Linked DNA regions of Oryctolagus cuniculus: region 2 is linked to region 1. Evidence: chromatin contacts called from public Hi-C data. All regions are on one chromosome and are shown on one strand. The core of a region is the stretch at or near the end of the contact, and the rest is flanking DNA. Distances in the headings are between cores, read along the strand shown. Region 1 has its middle 130 kb from the start of DPT. Region 2 has its middle 170 kb from the start of TBX19.

What was found. A called contact is a pair of places that touch in the nucleus more often than the background predicts.
Region 2: a Hi-C map of psoas muscle shows a contact between it and region 1, with 8 times the contacts expected there. The contact joins two enhancer-like sites. A contact is called at or near these places in 2 of 6 Hi-C or Micro-C datasets (psoas muscle and skin fibroblasts).

What each region holds. Positions count from the first base shown.
Region 1 is chr7:30,143,524-30,146,535 of mOryCun1.1, reverse strand. No RefSeq gene overlaps it. Among named protein-coding and RNA genes, the nearest start is that of DPT, 130 kb to the right of the region's middle. Within about 2 kb of position 1,500, at least 1 of the 8 cell types and tissues checked has an H3K27ac peak or open chromatin away from gene starts, as enhancers often do.
Region 2 is chr7:30,299,605-30,302,616 of mOryCun1.1, reverse strand. No RefSeq gene overlaps it. Among named protein-coding and RNA genes, the nearest start is that of TBX19, 170 kb to the left of the region's middle. Within about 2 kb of position 1,521, at least 1 of the 8 cell types and tissues checked has an H3K27ac peak or open chromatin away from gene starts, as enhancers often do.

The DNA.
Region 1 (3,012 bases), core at 251-2,750:
AACTTTCTTATTTAGTTTTTATTTCCAGCTTTCTCACCTGAACCACATTTGCTTGTAGTACGTCTTATTCAGGAAATTCTTTGTATTTAAAAATATTTTATTTTCATAAAAGGAACAAATTTCATATACACAGTTTGAAGAACAAATGATACTTCCCACCCTAGCCTCTCCTTCCCTTCCCTCCACCTTCCTTTCTTTTTTTTTAATTTTTGTAATGACATACTTTTAATTTACTCTATAAACACAGGCTTAACCCTCTGCTGAATAAAGAATTCAACAAGCAGTAAGTAGAAAAAACCATTGAGGAAACATTTTCTAAATGAAGCAATGTGTATGGGTGATACTCAGTTCATATGTATTGATTGATTGATGACTTTTGTAAGAGGATTGTATGTTCTAAAGAAATCTGTGCACAATTTCACATCAGTCATGATGGCTGTAGAAAACAGAAGAAAAGAAAAAAAAAATAGCCAGTGTTGGTGAGGATATGGATAAACTGGAACTTTCGCACATTGCTGGTGGGAACAGCTGTAGAAAGCAATTTGGCAGTTCTTCAAAGAGCTAAATACAGACTTATATGACCCTGTACCTCCACTCCGAAAAATAATGGAGAGTAAAACTCAGACACTTCTGTGCCAAGGTTCACTGCAGCATTACTTACAACAGCCAAAAAGGAGCAAATACCCTAAGTGTCCAGCAACAGGTGAATGAAGAAATAAACTTTGGTATACAAATGGAATATTATTCATCCAGTGCACCGAGCTGATCCATAGCCAGGAGCCAGGCGTTTATCCTGGTCTCCCTTGCGGGTGCAGGGCCCAAGCACTTGGGCCATCCTCCACAGCACTCCCGGGCCACAGCAGAGAGCTGGACTGGAAGAGGGGCAACCGGGACAGAACCCGGTGTGCCGGCACCGCAGGTGGAGGATTAACCTAGTGAGCTGCGGTGCCGGCCTGCCATGGCTCTTTAGACATTGGTTAGGGTTAGCCTACACCGCACCTCTACATTGGGTACTTGAAAATCTGACTGAGTAGTTAAGAGTGTATAAATTTAGCCTAATTAGGCTTGGGAAGAAATTTAATTTATACCTTCAGAGTTCAAGCTACTCTGTTCAAGAAGATGAAGTTGCCCAAGATATGCCAAAAATCAATTATTTATCTAGAGTAGATCCAATGATTCCCAAAGCTGGGGCAAAAGATGAGTCATCCTGGGAACTGTTGATCAGGGTGCAGGTCACTGAAACTCAGTGGAAACCAATTATTCCTCTTTTAATTCTCCCAACTGTGGAGAGAAGAAGCAAGGTAGGGATCGTTTTCTACACTTTCCAGTGGAGGGAAATTAAGTGCTGGTTCGGAGTCATACAGTCAGAGGGAGCAAAGATGGAAATAGAACTCAGGTGTCCTGACTTCTAGGCCAAACTCTTCCCACTGTGTTGCTGCTGAGGGCTTCCAACAGCCCCATGTTCAATGCCCAGTGAATACCAGGCAGTAGACTGCTGCTACTATTCTAAGTGTCAGGGGAGGGGGGTGGAGGCAGTCAGGGTGGAGTGAGGTGGAGTGAGTGCCATCCTGGACACAGAGGCCTTTTTTATGGCTTATGCCATTACAACTGGCATAAACAAGACATAGCTGAAGATTAAATGTTCTGAACATTATTAGTCCATGAGATTTCTTGATGCTTTCTCCCAGAATTCTGTCTTGTTTATATTCCCCATCAACTTCTATTAATCAAGCTCATAAAATGTTCGTGAATAATTGTCCTTTTCCTAATCCACTCTTTAGGGAGCAAATGTTCTCTTATGCACTTTAGAAAGGAAAAAAAAATCCTTTTCAGTCCAAGTTCAATCCCCAAGAAACAACCCTGCTGCACTTCCCCTGTACTGAATTAAGTTACCAACTTGCCCCAGTCTGCCGAAGACTTTTCCAAGCTAAAAATCCGAGGTCCTTTCCTAATCCAGGGCAAAAAGGGGTGGTTTGTCACCCTGTCATGACCCCAGTTTTCTTCTTTTTGAGAAAAAGATTTATTTATTTATTTGAAAGGCAGATTACACACACACACACACACACACACAGAGTGAGAGAGAGGGGGAAAGAGAGAGAGAAAGAGAGAGAGACAGAGACCTTTCATCTGCTGGTTCATGTGCCAAATACCCTTAACAGTCAGGGCTGTGTCAGGCTGAAGCCAGGAGCCTGGAACTCCATCCGCATCTGCTGTGTGAGTGGCAGTGGCCCAAGTACCAGGATCATGTTCAACTGATGTCCCAGTCCCATTAGCAGGAAGCTGGTTCAGAACTGCAACAAGAGCTAAGACTCAAACCACTGGCTCTCATATGAGATACCTGCAACCCAGGCAGCAGCTAAACTCCCTGTGCCACAATTCTGACCCCAACCCCAATTTCCTACACCAGCTCTTCTCCCTGAATCCATAGCTCTTTCAATTTTACATTTAGTATTTTTTTAAAAAATTGATTCTGCTGGGGGGTGGAGTGAGAGATTCATCACAGCAAATAGGAATCCCAGGAGGTAGCACTGGGCGGAGGACCGTGGGGACTTCCAAGGCATGTTTGTGCTGATTAGAAGGAATTCCTTTTCTCTGCCTCTTAGGGGTAATGCATCAGACCCTACAAAATGCTTTGCCTGCACTAGAAAGGCACTTTGTGACTTGATCTACATTGAACAAAGGCAGAGGGATTGGGTACTGGGTTCAATGACTTTTGGTCTGCAGGACAAGGAAAACTCAAGAAGGTGGTATGGCTGGCAGAGGTAAGAGGAGGAGTTGTTGGTGCTACTCACTGTCACTACTCGCAAGAAACAGGGACTAACCCATCAGATTGTTACTATTTTGAGCGTAGAATATTCTAGTACAGTCAGGCAGGGAGCAATTACCTATCAGGCAGGGAGCAATTACCTACAAGGTCATTCTGTGAAGTGAGGTAGCCGAGAAGATTCAGCACAAACCAGTTTGTTCTTCCTTTCTCTTGATGAAGTAGGTTTTGATGACTTTGGTTGGCTG
Region 2 (3,012 bases), core at 272-2,771, 160 kb before region 1:
CTCTTGATCTCTGGGCAATGATTGTATGTATGGGTGGCACTCAGAGAGGCATACTCTGTGCCAGGCTTGGCATTCTATGGGTGCTAATTGAATTGGGGAATCCAGGATTTGAATCCAGATCTGCTCAGAGCTAGTGCTCTTAACCACTGCGCTATTCTGTCTCAGAAGCAGAAGCAGTAGAGGCGCTCGTAGGAACTGGAGAATTATAGAGGATGATATGTGGTTAGGTGCCCAGTCCTGCCTGTGGGTGTTCATGATGAGTCCAGAGTGAACCCCCATCAGTTCTACAGTCGAGGGCCAGCTGGAGAGTGTAGATATGCTTATGTCTGAACAAATATTGAGCCAGTAGAGGGATTTTTTGAGTAAGCAGGGGGTCACGATGAGTACTTGGGTTGCATAAGTGGGAGCTGTGGGTAACATAATACAAGCAGCATCAGATGATCCGTGTGTCTCAGGCCACATTGTGCCTAGACTAGTCCAGGTTTCTGGGAAAACACAGACAATCAACATTTTTACCAGTTGGGAATTTAGTCTCATTGGACTTATGTGACCAATTATTCAACTTAGGAGCTCTTAACAAAATAGGAGGAGAAAGCAGGACCCATGATCTGTTGCATCCTCAGTGGGTCAACAGCATCCAGTGGTCCCTGGGTCTTTGTTGCTGATGGCACTGACAAGGACTCAGAAGCCCTTTTATTTTCAGTTAGAAGTTTGGAGTGGGGCTGATCAGAACTACCCGAGTCCTGCTGGTTGCAGGGATAGTCGAAAACATTGAGTAGCCGCCAGAGCAATTTCTCCTGTGAAACTGATAAAATGCTTTTAGCTGGTTGGGCTGAAGCCAGAGTTGTAACTCCATTCGCAAGGTGTCAAATGCTTTTCAGGCATTCAGTTGGACCCATGGATTTGGATCAACAATACCTCCCTCTCTCCCTTTCTCTAGTATGTAGCCATGTAGAGTTTGATACACTCCACCTGAATAATTCTGCTCTTCCCGTAGTTATGAAATATTCTGGATACTATTCAAGGACTCTACAAGCTTTATCCATGTGGCTGAGACATAATGGGGGTTTTAGAAGCTCAAACCTTGTGAGGAAGACAAAGAAAAGAATAAGATCAGGTAACGGTGTCTTCTAGAACAAATTGCCTTTGGCAGAATGCCAGAAAAGTCACACACGCATGTAGGAAGACTTCTGGGACAGGATCTGAGATACAGGCCAAACAGGGTTCCCGTAACCATGGAGAAAGAGGTTTAACTACAGCCACTCAGAGAGCAACTTACTTCCTCGTACCTGAAAGAAACAGTTTTGGCACTGTTTAGAGGGAAGAGAATTGCTAAAGGGGTGAGGGTAGAGAGCAGTGTATATGGGCCACAAGGATGAGATTGAGCAAAACCTCTGAGGGGAGGCAGGGGTGTGTGGAGAAAGCTGATAACTGTGTCAATCAGGGCCAAGCCAACTGCAGCCCTGAGGGTTTAACTCAAGTTCTATTTCTGTAAAGTCAAAGGTCTCTATTCGGAGAAGCAAGCTGCTTTGGACTCCACATGCCAGCCTATACCTGTTCTGTGTGGCAGGAGGCCTTGAGAAGCAGATTACTACAGGAGAGAAGAGGGGAACCAGGGGCCGGGTGTCCTGCAGAGCCTCCACCTCCCACGTGGTGACGATGCAGCATTCTCTGTGCATTGTGTTAGATTCGCTGAGCAGGGTTCTCCTTGGGGCCTCTCCTCGGCTATTCCCTGGTGCAGCTAGTGACAGAGTGAGTTCATGTGCCCTTCTAGGTGAGCATTGGCTTTGGGAAGGAGCTGGAAAAAGAAATAGCTACAGAAATTGTTAATTTCTCCGCAGTAGGGATGTGTGGCACTCATCTGTTTATCCTTGGCTCCGCATGTTTAGCAAGTTTATAGTGTGTGTTTATAGAGCCACTTAAAACAATTTGCTCCTGGGGAGGTGGGAGATACAAGGTGTAGGAAAATGGTGCCCGTTTAGGCAGCGCGTCAGTCTCATACATCTGAAATGGTGCCTGTCTCCATTGCCTCGGGCTAATTTCTCAGATAAATAAACACATTGATTGATTCCTGCTGATTCACATAGAGCCTGGGAAAGAGACCTGATTGAAAAAGTATGGGGTTGCTTAGTTATCCCAGAAACAGAAGCAAAGAAAGTTCTCTCAGGGAGAACTGACTGAGGTTTTGGTTTTCCCAAGGAAGCGCAGGATATAGAAAGGCAGGTTTGCTGGTCCAATTGCAGGAAATGCTTTCTCAAAGGAGGAGCTGTTGGTCAAGTGGACAAAGACGTGTGTGGAACAGATGTGGAACAAGGACCTTCCAGGGAACCGCTGGGGAGGGGGTTGGTGTGATTGGGGCACAGGTGAAAGAAGGGTAGAGAGCAGAGGCTGGGAGGGGATTCCGGCGCTGAGCTGCTGTAATTCCAGGGTATCTTCTTAGGACAGCCAGAAATCAGCTGCAATAACCTGAGCAAGAGAGCAGGAGAGCTTGGGCAAGGACTGTGCCAGTGGTCAGGCTAGCAGAGTCAGCTTGGGAAGATCACAGCAGAGACACTTGACTGAGCTCAAACACTGACTGGGTTGGTGTTGCGGGAGAAGGAGTCTGGCAAAGTGAGCGTTCAGAGTCTGAGCTCCTGCTGCAGGTGACAGCATTCTTTGAAGTGTTTTAATCTTAAAAACTCATGCATATCTTTGTATAACATATGCCAATATTTGCATTTCTGTGAACATAATATGCAGAACCAGTTAAAAGACCTTGACCTGGCTTTACATAACTTCAGAGAAAATCAACACTCTAGAAAGACACCTGGTGGCTGTGTGTGGCTCCTGATGACGTGTGGGAGTCTCCTGTGATCTGCCAGTAGCCTCCCTTTTAACCTTTGGCCAAATTGACCATCCCCCGCCCAGCTCCCCCCTCCCCCCCCCAGGAATATTCTGTGTTTGTCTGCTCCAGCCCAATCCCAACTGTTGGAGCATTTGACGAATGAACCAGTAGATAGGATCACCCTCTCT